Regions from separate parts of the Mus musculus genome. Here regions 1 and 3 are each linked to region 2. The links are chromatin contacts, called in public HiChIP or PLAC-seq maps. All regions are on one chromosome and are shown on one strand. The core of a region is the stretch at or near the end of the contact, and the rest is flanking DNA. Distances in the headings are between cores, read along the strand shown.

What was found. HiChIP or PLAC-seq counts read pairs in DNA pulled down with a chosen protein or histone mark.
Region 1: a contact with region 2 is called in an H3K27ac HiChIP or PLAC-seq map of trophoblast stem cells, with 28 read pairs. The contact joins two enhancer-like sites. A contact is called at or near these places in 2 of 39 promoter capture datasets (neutrophils and trophoblast stem cells), 15 of 484 Hi-C or Micro-C datasets (the AML12 cell line, the C2C12 cell line, Th2 cells and 10 more) and 4 of 115 datasets of contacts at active chromatin or transcription factors (bone marrow-derived dendritic cells, fibro-adipogenic progenitors, microglia and 1 more).
Region 3: an H3K27ac HiChIP or PLAC-seq map of trophoblast stem cells shows a contact between it and region 2, with 27 read pairs. The contact joins two enhancer-like sites. A contact is called at or near these places in 6 of 484 Hi-C or Micro-C datasets (Th1 cells, bone marrow-derived dendritic cells, bone marrow-derived macrophages and 3 more) and 4 of 115 datasets of contacts at active chromatin or transcription factors (embryonic stem cells, microglia, pancreatic cancer cells and 1 more).

The regions. Positions count from the first base shown.
Region 1 is chr15:25,393,534-25,397,714 of GRCm38.p6, forward strand. The region is part of intron 1 of Basp1 (brain abundant, membrane attached signal protein 1); the gene reads right to left. Among named protein-coding and RNA genes, the nearest start is that of Basp1, 18 kb to the right of the region's middle. Within about 2 kb of position 2,913, at least 59 of the 459 cell types and tissues checked have an H3K27ac peak or open chromatin away from gene starts, as enhancers often do. A contact at or near this core is called in the AML12 cell line, the C2C12 cell line, pancreatic cancer cells and 1 more, where this site is marked.
Region 2 is chr15:25,267,403-25,271,753 of GRCm38.p6, forward strand. No RefSeq gene overlaps it. Among named protein-coding and RNA genes, the nearest start is that of 4930445E18Rik, 23 kb to the right of the region's middle. Within about 2 kb of position 2,414, at least 154 of the 459 cell types and tissues checked have an H3K27ac peak or open chromatin away from gene starts, as enhancers often do. A contact at or near this core is called in the AML12 cell line, the C2C12 cell line, microglia and 2 more, where this site is marked.
Region 3 is chr15:25,374,980-25,379,111 of GRCm38.p6, forward strand. The region is part of intron 1 of Basp1 (brain abundant, membrane attached signal protein 1); the gene reads right to left. Among named protein-coding and RNA genes, the nearest start is that of Basp1, 37 kb to the right of the region's middle. Within about 2 kb of position 2,257, at least 39 of the 459 cell types and tissues checked have an H3K27ac peak or open chromatin away from gene starts, as enhancers often do. A contact at or near this core is called in microglia, pancreatic cancer cells and trophoblast stem cells, where this site is marked.

The DNA of each region.
Region 1 (4,181 bases), core at 1,663-4,162, 130 kb after region 2:
GCCAGAGCATGTTCCACAGACTACAGGATTTTATTTGATAATATTACAGTGAAAGGAGATCACCATGTGTTTTTTTTAATTCTACTTTAAAAATAGATCTTTGACCAGCTGCAATTTGCCTGCACTCATAGTTTTATATTATCGACTCAGGATCAATACTGCAATCTGGTCTTCTTATTGATTCTGTCTTTTGTTTAACCCCACTCCCATAGCCTGTAGAAAAATCCTTGAGTCTGCGTGAATTATGTTGTTTCTCACTATTCTCAAAGCTGTGACATCTGCAGGAGAGAACAAAGGTAGAGATGAGGCCCCCAGTGATGTCTTCTATAGAACCCCAATCTCCTTACTTGAGGTGGAGACACATATCCTAACAGGCTTCTCCTAGTATATACCATTGAGTACTAGGTTCCACTGTATAAACCACAGAGTTAGATAATATATTAAAAGCACAGCATAGGTCCAATTGTCTACCTGGTCTCTATAAACAGTGCTTACTACTACCAAAACTATTCTAGACAGGAAGCAAACATCCCCCTTCTACTGTATTAACACTTCCTTGATGGCTGTTTCCAGGGAAGAGGGCTTGCGTCAGCATAAATTAACAGATCTGGAATCCAAACCAAGGGTCTTTTATTATTTTTTACTAGTACACGCTAATCGTAGAGAATGATGGATTTCCTGTGACATACACATGCATGTCACATGTTCTAATCATGCTCACAGCTGCCCATCATTTCCTTTCCACACCCCCTTCCCTCCCCACAACACATCAAGGGTCTTATTAGACTAACTCAAGTGTGTCTTGTCAACTGTGAGAGGATATTATCAAATGGACATATTCCACCCGTACCAGAATTCCTGAGTGACCAACAGGCTCAGCCTCACTTCTACTCTCAGGCAAAGGAGAACAGAAGTGAAATGTAATACTAGAAACCTGCTGGGTGTGGTGGCGCACACCTTTAATCCCAGCACTTGGGAGGCAGAGGAAGGTGGATTTCTGAGTTCAAGGCCAGCCTGGTCTATCGAGTGAGTTCCAGGACAGCCAGGGCTATACAGAGAAACCCTGTCTCAAAAAACAAAACAAAACAAAACAAAACAAAACAAAACAAAAACACCTAGAAACCTTTGTACAAGTCCCAAAGTCATTTTTGCAGCACGTACTGAGCACGGGATCCATGACTACCATGAGACCCAGAGCCTTTGCTGCCTGGACTAATAGTGACCATTTCAGAGCATGAAGTGTACACCTTTAATTCCCACTACTCTGGAGGCAGAGGCAGGAGGATTTCGGTGAGTTCCAAGGTAGGCTGGTCTACATAATGACTTCCAGGCTAGCTAGGGCTACAGAGTGAGACACTGTCTCTAAATAAACAAACAAACAAACAAACAAATAAAATAAAATAAAATAAAATAAAATACATACATACATAAATACTTTAAACATGCCCTCAATTTGTTGACCTTACAAACTATTTCCTACAGTAAATGAGAGGACTTTCCTCCTATGCCATACCTTCATTCAGAAAGTGCTGGAGGTGGTAGGTAATATTTAGACATGTGTTGATTGACTATTCAGATAAGGAAGAGTTTTGTGGACTTACTCTTCAGTCATACATCCTGCCAGGTGAAGAAAGCTAAGTAGCCTTACGGGGCTTAGAATGAGTGCTCGACCAATTTTCTTCTGCCTTACACATTCATTATTGAGCTGGGAAGTCCCTATTTGGAAAGACAAGGCAGCATTGCTGGAGATAAGCAAGGTTAAACAGAAAGTAGGCATGGAAAGAATTCTGCACCGTCTATGAAAACTCATGAAGTCCTATCAGTAATTAAACATAATTCACAAGGAGTCACACTGTAGCAGTTACACACCTTACATATTTATCAGAAATTACGTCCAGGTCACAGTGCTGAGGAGGAGGAGGACACCCTAGAATAGATGGCAGGAACGAGGGGGAAGAAAGTCTTGATCTCAGATTGCAACCAACTCTAGCAAAACTTTTGATATTCCACTGAAGGGACTTGGGGGCCAGACAAACATTTTTGATAAACAGCCAGCTCTCCTGGGTTCCATGGGGCTTCTGAGTGTAAGTTTCAAAACAGACTATTAAAAGCCTTGTCCTAAAGCTGAGCTGAGTCCCTATTAACACACTTAACTACAGGTTTCATCAAATAGGCATCCAATTATTGCCAAGATAAACATCGGTAGGTGTTAGTTGAAAGAGAGAGGGAGGGAGGCCCGAGGGTCTTCCGATTCTTTGAAGTTTTATTTTGATGAAATAAAAACTCAAGAGAGCCAGCCATAAAGATGAGCTGGGGTAGAAACAGAGACCACTTTTACCTGCAGGAGAGCTTGGCGACAGTGGGGAGAACCAAGGGACTGTGAGATTTAAAGAAAACTCGGTGCCACTCTGAAAAAGGAAAACAACTAAGATAGACTACTCCCTACCCTCACACCCCCAAAAAGGCGCCAAGACAATGGGCAGGCATTGTTCGCAAAAAAAAAAAAAAAAAAAAAAAAAAAAACCGCCTTGAGTCGAAACACACGTGAGGTGTCATGGGGGCTGCCAACTGACAGGCCATTAGATCACTCATAGAAGAATACTCAAGGGAGAAATCTCCAGAGTTAAGGAACGCCCATGTGTTTTCTGTCTCAATATGGCTTAGGGACACTAAACTATAAACATTCCCTGTCAGGAGACAGTCACACAGAAGAACCAGGCCACAGGCCCTCATGTCTAGAGTCTCCAGCTGTAAACTTGGGCAGCCTCCCTTCTAAGAGTGGAAATCTCTAAATCATCCTTGCTAAGAACAGACCCTCAGTCTGTGCCTTGGTTCAGAAAAGTATCCCAGTGACCTCAGAGGGAGTTCTCTGCCCAAGCTAGACGCGTTCATCAGTTTTCCTCATTCCATCTCCACAAGGAATTCTTGGTGGATGACCACACTGTGGGCTGGAAGATCCCATTAGGGAGGATGCAAGGTATACTGAAACATTCCAGCTTTTTTAAATTCCAGAAGAATTACACAGTAGCACAAGCAGATTCTCTTGAGACAAAGAACTGTGGTTTATTTCAATCAAGATGGCCTAGTAAGAAAAAGGATGAGGTTGTACTCACTACATTTGAACTATCAGAGAGTCTCAAATATGAGAGTCATTAGATGAATCTTTCATTCCTATTGCTAACCTGCTTCTCTTTTCTTGTTTGTTGTTTGTTTAGCCCATAATGACATAAAAGCTTAGCTTTTAAGACGTGCTCTCAGGACATACTAGCCATGTGACTATTTAGCCCTAATTTCCACTTATCAGTCTGGAAACAAACACCTGTCCGTGCCCCACCAGTATAAATAAAAAAATAATAATAAATTGGTTTTCCTTTTCTTCAGACAAGAAAACAAAATTGTCTCAAAGGTGAATGTGTCAGTTCACATCCAACAACTACACTGGGCCATGCACTATTGAAGTTCTAGGGAAGCAAAACTCGGGAAGATAGGGTTTCACCTTCAGGAGTTTCCCTGCAAGTCCATCAATCATCCAGACGAAGTGACAGGAAATAAAAAAACAAAACAAAACAAAACAAAAAATGGCAGAGCATAAGGTGAAGGCTGGACTACCGCAGTGAGAGCTGGCTTGCTAACATCTTACAAGTTTGATGAGAAACTTAAAAAAAAAAAAATCCTGTAGCTAAGAGTATAATCTGAAACTATTTAGAAGTCTAATGAAACCTCCACTTTAGGGCAGAAATCGTACCCACATCTGTCTAGACACAGAAGTACACTTCTTATGGAGAACATTTATGGGGAAATAATCTGATGTCAACACTAGTCTTGAAACTTACAGTGAAGTGTTCAAGTCAGAGTTTATCCAAATAAAATGTGTTCCTTGTATAGATGCCCTCCATCCTAACAGGTCAGAGTCCTTGCCACAGGCTCTGACTCACCCCAGCCAGTAAACCTTTGTCTAGAACAAAGAACAAATGCCATCCATTTCCTAGATACAGTAACAACTCTTCTAAGAAGAAAGACTTGCGAGACCTTCCAAACTACTGGGAGCTTTCCTTAAAATTTTGAAGGTTGGCACATCAAGTCTCCACAGAATTAGGCGCATCCTCTCCCACTGAGACCAAGGGGATACCCGGGCGGGGGTGGGGGGCACCCTCTCAGGGAAGAAGGGACATTTAAGGACA
Region 2 (4,351 bases), core at 1,164-3,663:
CCTGTTTGATGTCCACTCTGGTAGATAAATATAAATTGAGATATAATAACATTTGAAAGAGTTCATCTGAACAAACAAAAGCTCATTAATGAAGCAGCTACAACCCAGAGTTGAATCAGAAGATCAGTGAAGAGAACAAGGTGGATGGCCCGACTGCATAGACAGCATGAAATATGGAAGATACTTGACTGGTTGCAGCTGTGGGCTTTGATGTGTGCTGCTAGAGAGTCTCCAGTTACAGAATTATAAGACTGATGGCCATTTGTTCCTGTGTCCCCAGTTGGCCTTGAACTCAGTGTGTCACTGAGGATGGTCTTGAACTTCTGACCCTCTCCTCTCTACCTCCCAAGTTCTAGAATTACAGGTGGGTATGTAACACCAGATTTATGCAGTGCCAGGGTCCTATCCAGGGCTTCATGAATGTTAGGCAACCACTGAGCTACAATCTCCATCTCCGCTCAGTTTTATCCTTTAACGCACAAATTTATCAATTCAAATTATGTTTGCTTGTGTTTCCAAGTCAAATGAGTCTAAGTCCCTTGTGACTCCTGACTCCTTCTGAGTCTATGACAGTGGTTCTCAAACTTCCTGATGTTGTTACCCTTGTTCCTCATGTTGTGGTGACCCCCAACCATAAAATTATCATTGCTACTTCATAACTGTAATTCTGCTACTGCTATGAATTATAATGTAAATATCTAATTTATATACAAATATTTTACATAAGGCAGGATATCAGATATGTGACCCCTATGAAAAGGTCATTTGACCCCCTACAGGGTCACAACCCATAGGTTGAGAACCATTGGTTTAGGGGATTCCTTACCCCCCCCCCCACCCTGAGGCTTTGGGCCTTGTTTTAAATTACAAGGAGGGACTGGACAGATGGCTCAGTGGTTAAAAACACTGACTGCTCTTCCAGAGGTCCTGAGTTCAATTCCTAGCAACCACGTAGTGGCTCACAACAATCTGTAATGGGATCTGATGCCCTCTTCTGGTGTGTCTGAAGACAGCTACAGTGTACTCATATACATACAATAAATAAATCTTTAAAAAAGAAAACTTACAAGGAATAACTCTTTGAATAGCATGGGACTCCTGGTCTGAGTCTCCACTTAACCCCTCCAAAAACTACCATATCTGGCCTCTAAAACCACTTGGCTGCTACTTCCTCTTCAACAATTACTGCTTGAGCCATGACCTCTGACCTCTGTGACTCACTGGAACAGGTGACCCTGACTCATGGACCTGAAAAACTCCCATTCCTCACCGTCAACAGGAACACAGGAACACTTTGGTGCAAATGGTCCCAAGGGCATGTCATGGCCCAAATCTCTCAATCTCTCTCGATGTCCTACTTGGTTACAAGAAGGCAGGCCTTTGTTTTTTCCTCCCAAAGGCCCAGGACAGTGTGGACAATTCTTAACATGTCTTAACTCTCCCTTGCTCAGACAAAGTCAGAAGATGCTCTTAAAAAAAAACAAAAAAACAAAAACAAAAACAAAAAAATCTACTTTAACTCTTTCAGAAATAAACTAGAAAAAAAACCTCATCTTTCTTCTTCTACAACTTATTGCAAAATCTACAAAGAAATTCCTACTGAATTATCTGTTTTCTCACCAAATGTCTCCTCCCTTACTGCCTGAGGCCCACTGGGCTGCCATGGGAATCACTTTTGACTTTCTCCCTAAGGTTAGATTGTAAAAGCTCACACAAGCAAGTCAACAAGTGTCAGGAAACAAACCAAACATACCCTCTGAGTCTAGGCACTAACTCCTTTTTCCTTTACATGTTCACTGTGTCAATGTTTGCCTGTCACTTCACCTTTTAGACCATCCCAGGCATGTGTGCGCCTTGGAACCCTGTCCTTTCAAAGAGTGAAGGCAAACAAAGGATGTCGGGAGTCTCCAGGGTGACTTCAACCCAGTCTCTGAGCAAGGGCTTTCTTCCCTTCCAACTGACCTTCCTCCCTCTTCAAACTCAACTGCTGGGTATCTGGAATTTCTCCCTCAGGGGTGGAGGTCAGAGCTGTGGCGTCAGAGAACCCAGACCCCTTGGCCTACTAAGCCTTGTCAGTGACTATTAGTATAAACGCAGGTAGGGAGGCAGCTGCTCTGCCAGCTGGTGAGGAGACATAGCAGACTTCTGCCCTCCCACCCCTGAGGATCCCTTAATGAAGTACTAGCTCACTACAGACTTCAAGCAGCACCTCAGGGAACGTGGGAACGGAGCAGGGGATTGCTTGTCAATAGTGCATGAGCACAGAAAGCCCTAGAAATACGTGCTTAAGGGCGACTTGCAGCACGCGGGGGGGGGGGGGGGGGATGAGTCACTCAGTGACACAGATCAGATAAAATAGCTGTCTTAAAGTCTGCTTTCAGCTGAGGGGGAAAAAAAAAACCATTCCACAAACTGTCTTTTACTTCCGCCTTCTGGGTAGACTTTCTGCTGAGAGATGTCGAAACAGGAAGAGTAGCCAGATCTTTTCACAGCTTTTCCTATAAATAAATAAGTGAGGTAAGAGAACGGGGTGATGATGTAGCTCAGCGGTAGAGTGCTAGGGCAAGGCCACACACACACACACACACACACACACACACACACACACACACGAGAAAAAGGAGGCAGGAAAGTTTCGTTTGTGTACCTGTGTGTGTAAGCACACATGCGTGTATTTGCGTTTGTGTAGGCAAGGTTTGTAAATACACATGGGGCATACCTGTGGGAGTTCTGTATGTAAGCATGAACTGTTGTATAAGGTCATATTTATTTTTAATACTTTTGTTCAGTAGGTGATCACTCCAAAGCAATGGCTCATTTCTCTATGAAATAAATGCAGCTCTTTCATCTCAACGGTGAGGTCTAACACAACCTCTAAACTTTCCCATACTCCAAGAAATAATCAGCTCAGATACGACTTTCACAGACCACGGGGCTTAACGCTTTCAGCCTTGACGTTATCTGAGACATCCCAAGTACTGTAAACTCCCCATTCCATTTAGCAACATGTGCAGGCATAATCCTGATGTTTCTTATTGGCTAATAACCATAATTCTGCACACTGCTTCTCACGCTGAAGTAACGTAAGCCAAAACATGCTGAGTCCCAGACGTCTACACATGCACGACACTCCAATTTTTGTGTGCCTAGAGACACATCAGCAACTCCTCCTCATCGCACGACAGTCTTGAGCAGCCTGCGTCCGTTGTGATTTGCAGACATTCAGTCAGTGCTCCGGTGCTGGGCTCCACTAGCTGGGCTGTGTCTGCTGTATTTTGACTTATTTGATACTGTTTCTTTCCTCTCCTCTGAGCAGCTTTCTGGAATCTCCTGGGGCCTCTGCTCTTGGGCTGGATCTGGCTGGTACCACTGCTTCTGCCCCGAGAAGTGGCGCTTGCTGGACTTTGAGGTGTTTAGATCTCCAAGGATTTACCTGCTCTGCGGTTTTATTTGGGATTGCTTTTTTTTCAACCTGGTTTATGTTCTTTTGGTGTTCGTTTTGTTTTTCTCCCAGGTACTCTCAACTTAAGGCTTGGAAACTCGTTTAGGACTAGGATATGGCTTTAATTCAGCTAATGTGCTAAGTGCTACTCAGTCTCACAGTGGGACATCTGCAGAATGTCCCCTAAAAATACACTGTTGCCGGGCGTGGTGACCCACGCCTTTAATCCCAGCACTCGGGAGGCAGGGGCAGGTGGATTTCTGAGTTCGAGGCCAGCCTGGTCTACAAAGTGAGTTCCAGGACAGCCAGAGCTACACAGAGAAACCCTGTCTCAAAAAGAAAAAAAAAAAAAAAACCCCACTGTTAATGACATAAAATCGGCATTTCTGAGGACAATTAAGAATGTTTGCTTTCAAATGAAAAAAAATCTAGCATGAACATGAACCATGCTTCATCAGAATCTGTGCCGTAGAACCTGAAAGCTACATCCAGTCTCCTTCCTGGTAGCCCTCAGTAAAATAGTCATGCGCACAAGTCTCCCCCTTACTATACGTGCTCGGGCCAATGCACTGCTCCCTTCTCTATTTCTTCCTGCAGTTCACCTACTAAAACCTCAAGTCTTCAAAAGGGTGTTGGACCAGTGTAGTGAAAAATACACGGATGTGATGAGGTTGAACTTGCCTGCTTAAGTATGCAAACTACCATCCAGCCGAGAGTTGGCTGTAATCACATTTGAATTAACCTTCCTAGGGACACTCAAGCGTACACAGTCAGCTGGACTTCTCTAGGATCTTACCACACACGTGTCAGATGCTGAACGCTGCTGGAGAAATGCTAGCAAGCAACAAAACCTTTCAAAAATCCCTTTTCTTCCTTTACTAAATGCTGTTGCTGTGTTTTTCTATCTCA
Region 3 (4,132 bases), core at 1,007-3,506, 110 kb after region 2:
CTAAGTAGAAACATCAAAATTACTTACATACATGACTTAGTCTCCCTAAGATAATTTTAATGGTTGATCTCTATGTACATTGACATACTATCCTACAAGGAAGAAATTATTACTAGTCCCCTCCTTCCCATGAGAAAACTGGGGATTATAGGAGGTTAATAACTCACCCTCAGCCAGCAAACAACTAATGGTGTGTAAAGTCACAACGTGGCTCCCCAGTGCAGCTCCTTAACCAAAGGAAAAGCATCCTGGAGGGATAGGGCAAGTACCCTTGAAGGATAAGTAAGCTTTCAACTGGAAAATCATGAGAAAATGCAAGGTGTTAGCATCCCTGGGAACAAACAGGAAGTGCTCCTTGAAAACTATCAGAAAATCCTTTGAAATCCATTCATGAAATAGCCAAGGACAGATTTTTCCCAGGAAAGGGAAACTATGGACCAGAAAGATACAAGTTGCCCAATGAAAAAAATATCTAGGTTGCCACAGTGTCTTAGAAAAATAAGGCATAGATAGCTTGAACAAGACAAGAACAGATTATTCAATTTGACCAGGGTAGGGATCTGTAGTCTCCTGCCTCTTCCATGACCTTGCTACTGGAAGGGAAATGCTTGCCTCTTGGGAAGGCCCAAATAATATCTGAGCTGCTTGTAAGGACCTCTCCTCAGTCAACACCAAGAGTCTGGGCAGAGTGATTCCAGGAATCCTGAGTATTGCCAAGGCTGATTTCTGTATTGCAACAGAAATTTGGAGGGAATGAAAATATGCACAAGAATGTGGGATGAGGTAAAGAACAAAGAAACTTGAGCGGGAAGATGAAAAGATATTCATGGAAGAAGGTTCTAGAAGAGTCAAGATGTGCGTCTAAACTAAGCTTGTTAAAACAGACTTGCTCTTCAGAAGAGGAAGAGAAGGCTTCTTAGTTCTCTAAGGGTTGTTTCCCTGCTCAGCACTGCTCTCTTCCAGATGAGAGTGGTGAGATATGAACTATTCCAAGCAAAAGGCTTCTCCATCAGGTCTTTGAATAGTACTGTTGGCTCATAAGTCAACAGAGACAGACAGAGAGATAGAGAGACAGAGAGAGACCAGCATGCACGCAGAGGAACCTGGGGAAATCAGTATAATCAAAATTCATTCTAGAAATACACACTCCTCAGAGTGGGGAAGGAGCTTTATTTGAAGCACATGAGTCTAAAACCTGGAAGACAGTAAGTAGTAAGCCATCAGTGTTTCAGGTTTCCATTTGGCCAGTCGTCTATCCTCTTTGGCTCCATCACACTCCACACAGAATTTATGTACCAGATGAAAGTCTGTACAACTGACCTAGTGACCGACCGTTACACTTGGGGAGGTCTTATTGTGACACAGTGGCCTACGTAGCTGTAAACAGACTCTTGGCATCCCCCCCTGGTTTCATGAGCTTCCAAGATACAGAGGCACCAAGCAAGGATTGATTTATATATTCTCAACTAGGACCAAAAGGGCCTTATTCATTCGAACCCCTATTCTCCTTTATTACAAAACCTGATTCGGGCCTAGACAAACTTCCTCTGTAGTCATTTGTCATCTGATTGCTCAGTCCCTTTATATTCTGTTATACTGTGTTGAAAGTTTTAGCAGTCAAATGGAGCTGAGTAATGACCTAAAGCTTTCTTTCAATATTTATTCAAATATATCTGATGTCTGTAGAACAAAGGTTTTGTTTTGTGTTTGTTCTATGATAGTTACTGTTCAATGGGAGCTTGATAAATATTATAAAGTCACTGTACATAGGAACATGAAACTCTGGCTATAAAATTCCAAGATGAATAGAATCAATACAACGATATTTACCGACTAGATTCTCTAAATCCTTCTTTCCCATAGCGGTAGAAAAAAAGAAATAAGTGTGCTAAGCTACACTTGAGATTTCCATTCCAGTAAATGAAACATGACTAAGTCCCTTGGCAGCAAACTGTCACCATGATCCATGGTGACATTAACAATAAGCATACAGACATCCTACAGACTATGATGTCATGATTTCCCCACTCTAAGTAACTGTGCGCACAATAGACAGGTCAGTTTTCAGACTGCACCTCCTCTAACTGATCCTACAAGGCTTCACCCATAAAAGCCTGAGCTGGTTACTGTGCTGTTGCTATGAACCTGACAGGTGAGGCTTCTCTTGGAATGCAAAGGTTGCCTGGCTGCAGACACTGTGCAGAGCCCCTGGTAATACATCCTGCCACAGGCGGCAAGCACTCATGAATTATGCATTTTCATCCACAGTGGGATTTGCTTTTAGAGTCCATCGTGGCCTCTCCTTGTTATTTATTTGCACTTAACAGGTGGCCCTTTCAAAAGCACTGGCAGCAGCATCCTCACACAGGATTCTCCATGAATCACCTGCGTTTTCCCGTCAATACGGTAAGCGAACCGCAACCAACTACCTCAGGAAATGGTAGCTGCTGAGATCGATTCTGAACCATATTTCCCTTCCAAAGACTCGGGAAAGCAATAACCCGTCTATTACCACAACTAATTTAGAACTCTTAACGAGAATCCAAAATAAAGTACGGGGGAAAATAACTGATGGCAGCTGAGGTATTTTTGCTGTTTATTAGTGGACCAGACAGGGCGAGATGGGCTTCAAGCCATGATAGTTTCTCTTCCTTGTAGCTGCCCGACAAAGAAAGAAGGTCCGCAGACACTAGGAATAGCTACAACTTATTTCCAGTTATGCCTAACCCCAAATATAAACAGATGAGTCACACATTTTATGACTGCCTAAACTTGCACTAGTTTTTTTATTTTAATGTATTCTTTTTTTTTCTCCAATCAACAAGTATAGTATGTCCAGTCTTAAAACCACTTTTCTAGTTTTAATCACTGTCACAAAAAAAAACCCAAAAAACAAAAAACAACCCAGAACATTCTAGAACATTCTAGAATCCTTTATACCCATCCTTAATCAGCTAAACAAAGAATGTGCTTTTCCTTGATGTCTTGCTTAACACAAAGAAGTGCTCAATGAACATTTCCTATGTTAAATAAGGAATTAAAAGTCACTAGGCAAATAGTACATAGTAGTTCTACATTTAGGAGACTGCAAAGACAACACAGAGCAACATCAGTGCCCTGGTCACTGGGGTCCTCCCGATGCCGCCCCAGGATTTCTCCCTCAGAGAGCCCATTCTCCTCCAGTTTCACCTTCTTCATGTCTTCAAGCTACCGAATGAGACACCACTCAAGGAAGAAATGTTCCAGTGTCCTGTGAGATTTCACCCAAGAAATCCCAAGGGAGATCCTTTGGGCCCGAGCACAGCACATATTAGACACCCAGTACCACTTTCTGAGTGGGAATGGATTCTAACCTGAGTTCAGTGTAACTCAGAGCATCCCCTTCGAACTCTCTTGCTTTGCTAACCACTTCATCAACAGGAAGCATCCGACAATGCTGAGACTGAGCTATGTATCACAATCACTGAAGAGCTTGTAAAATCAAAGGCAGGTGGTGGCGTCACAGGGACTTCACAGGAGATTAACTGGATGGCCTGGACTAGCTCCTAAGAATCTATTTCTTCTTCATCAGTCTACCACATACAAACCTAGCACACGGTCAAGGGTACACACTGAACAGTCCACACATGAAGTATAAGAGGCCTAAGACTTTTATATCAACTTCCTGAAGCATGAAAAGAGAACAAGTTAGACTGCTGGTGGCCATAAAGAAAATTAAAGTAAATAAGGACAACAGAAAGCCAGAATATTTAGCCTTGTCTAGCTTGAAAAAAATGATGAGGTTACATAGAATGTAGTGGTTTTGGTCCCAATGAGACATCATCGGCTCGCAGGACAGACTGTCCATACTGCTTTTGAGTTCTCTTGGCAAACTGAGCTACACAGTACAGTTACTAGTCCAAAACTTCGCCAGCAGCCAACACCCCCATCCCCCGCTCATCTATGCCTTCTTGCCAAACTCCTCAGTGAGTGCCACAGAGGGAAACAAGATGCAGCAGCCTTTGCTGAGAAATGCTCCTGCCAATGGTGCAGAGAGACCCCTGCACGCTTACACCGGGATTTAGGCAGGCTCTTGCCAGCCCCCAACCCCCAGCGACTTTCTCCTTAATCAGGGAGAACACCGGACAGGTGC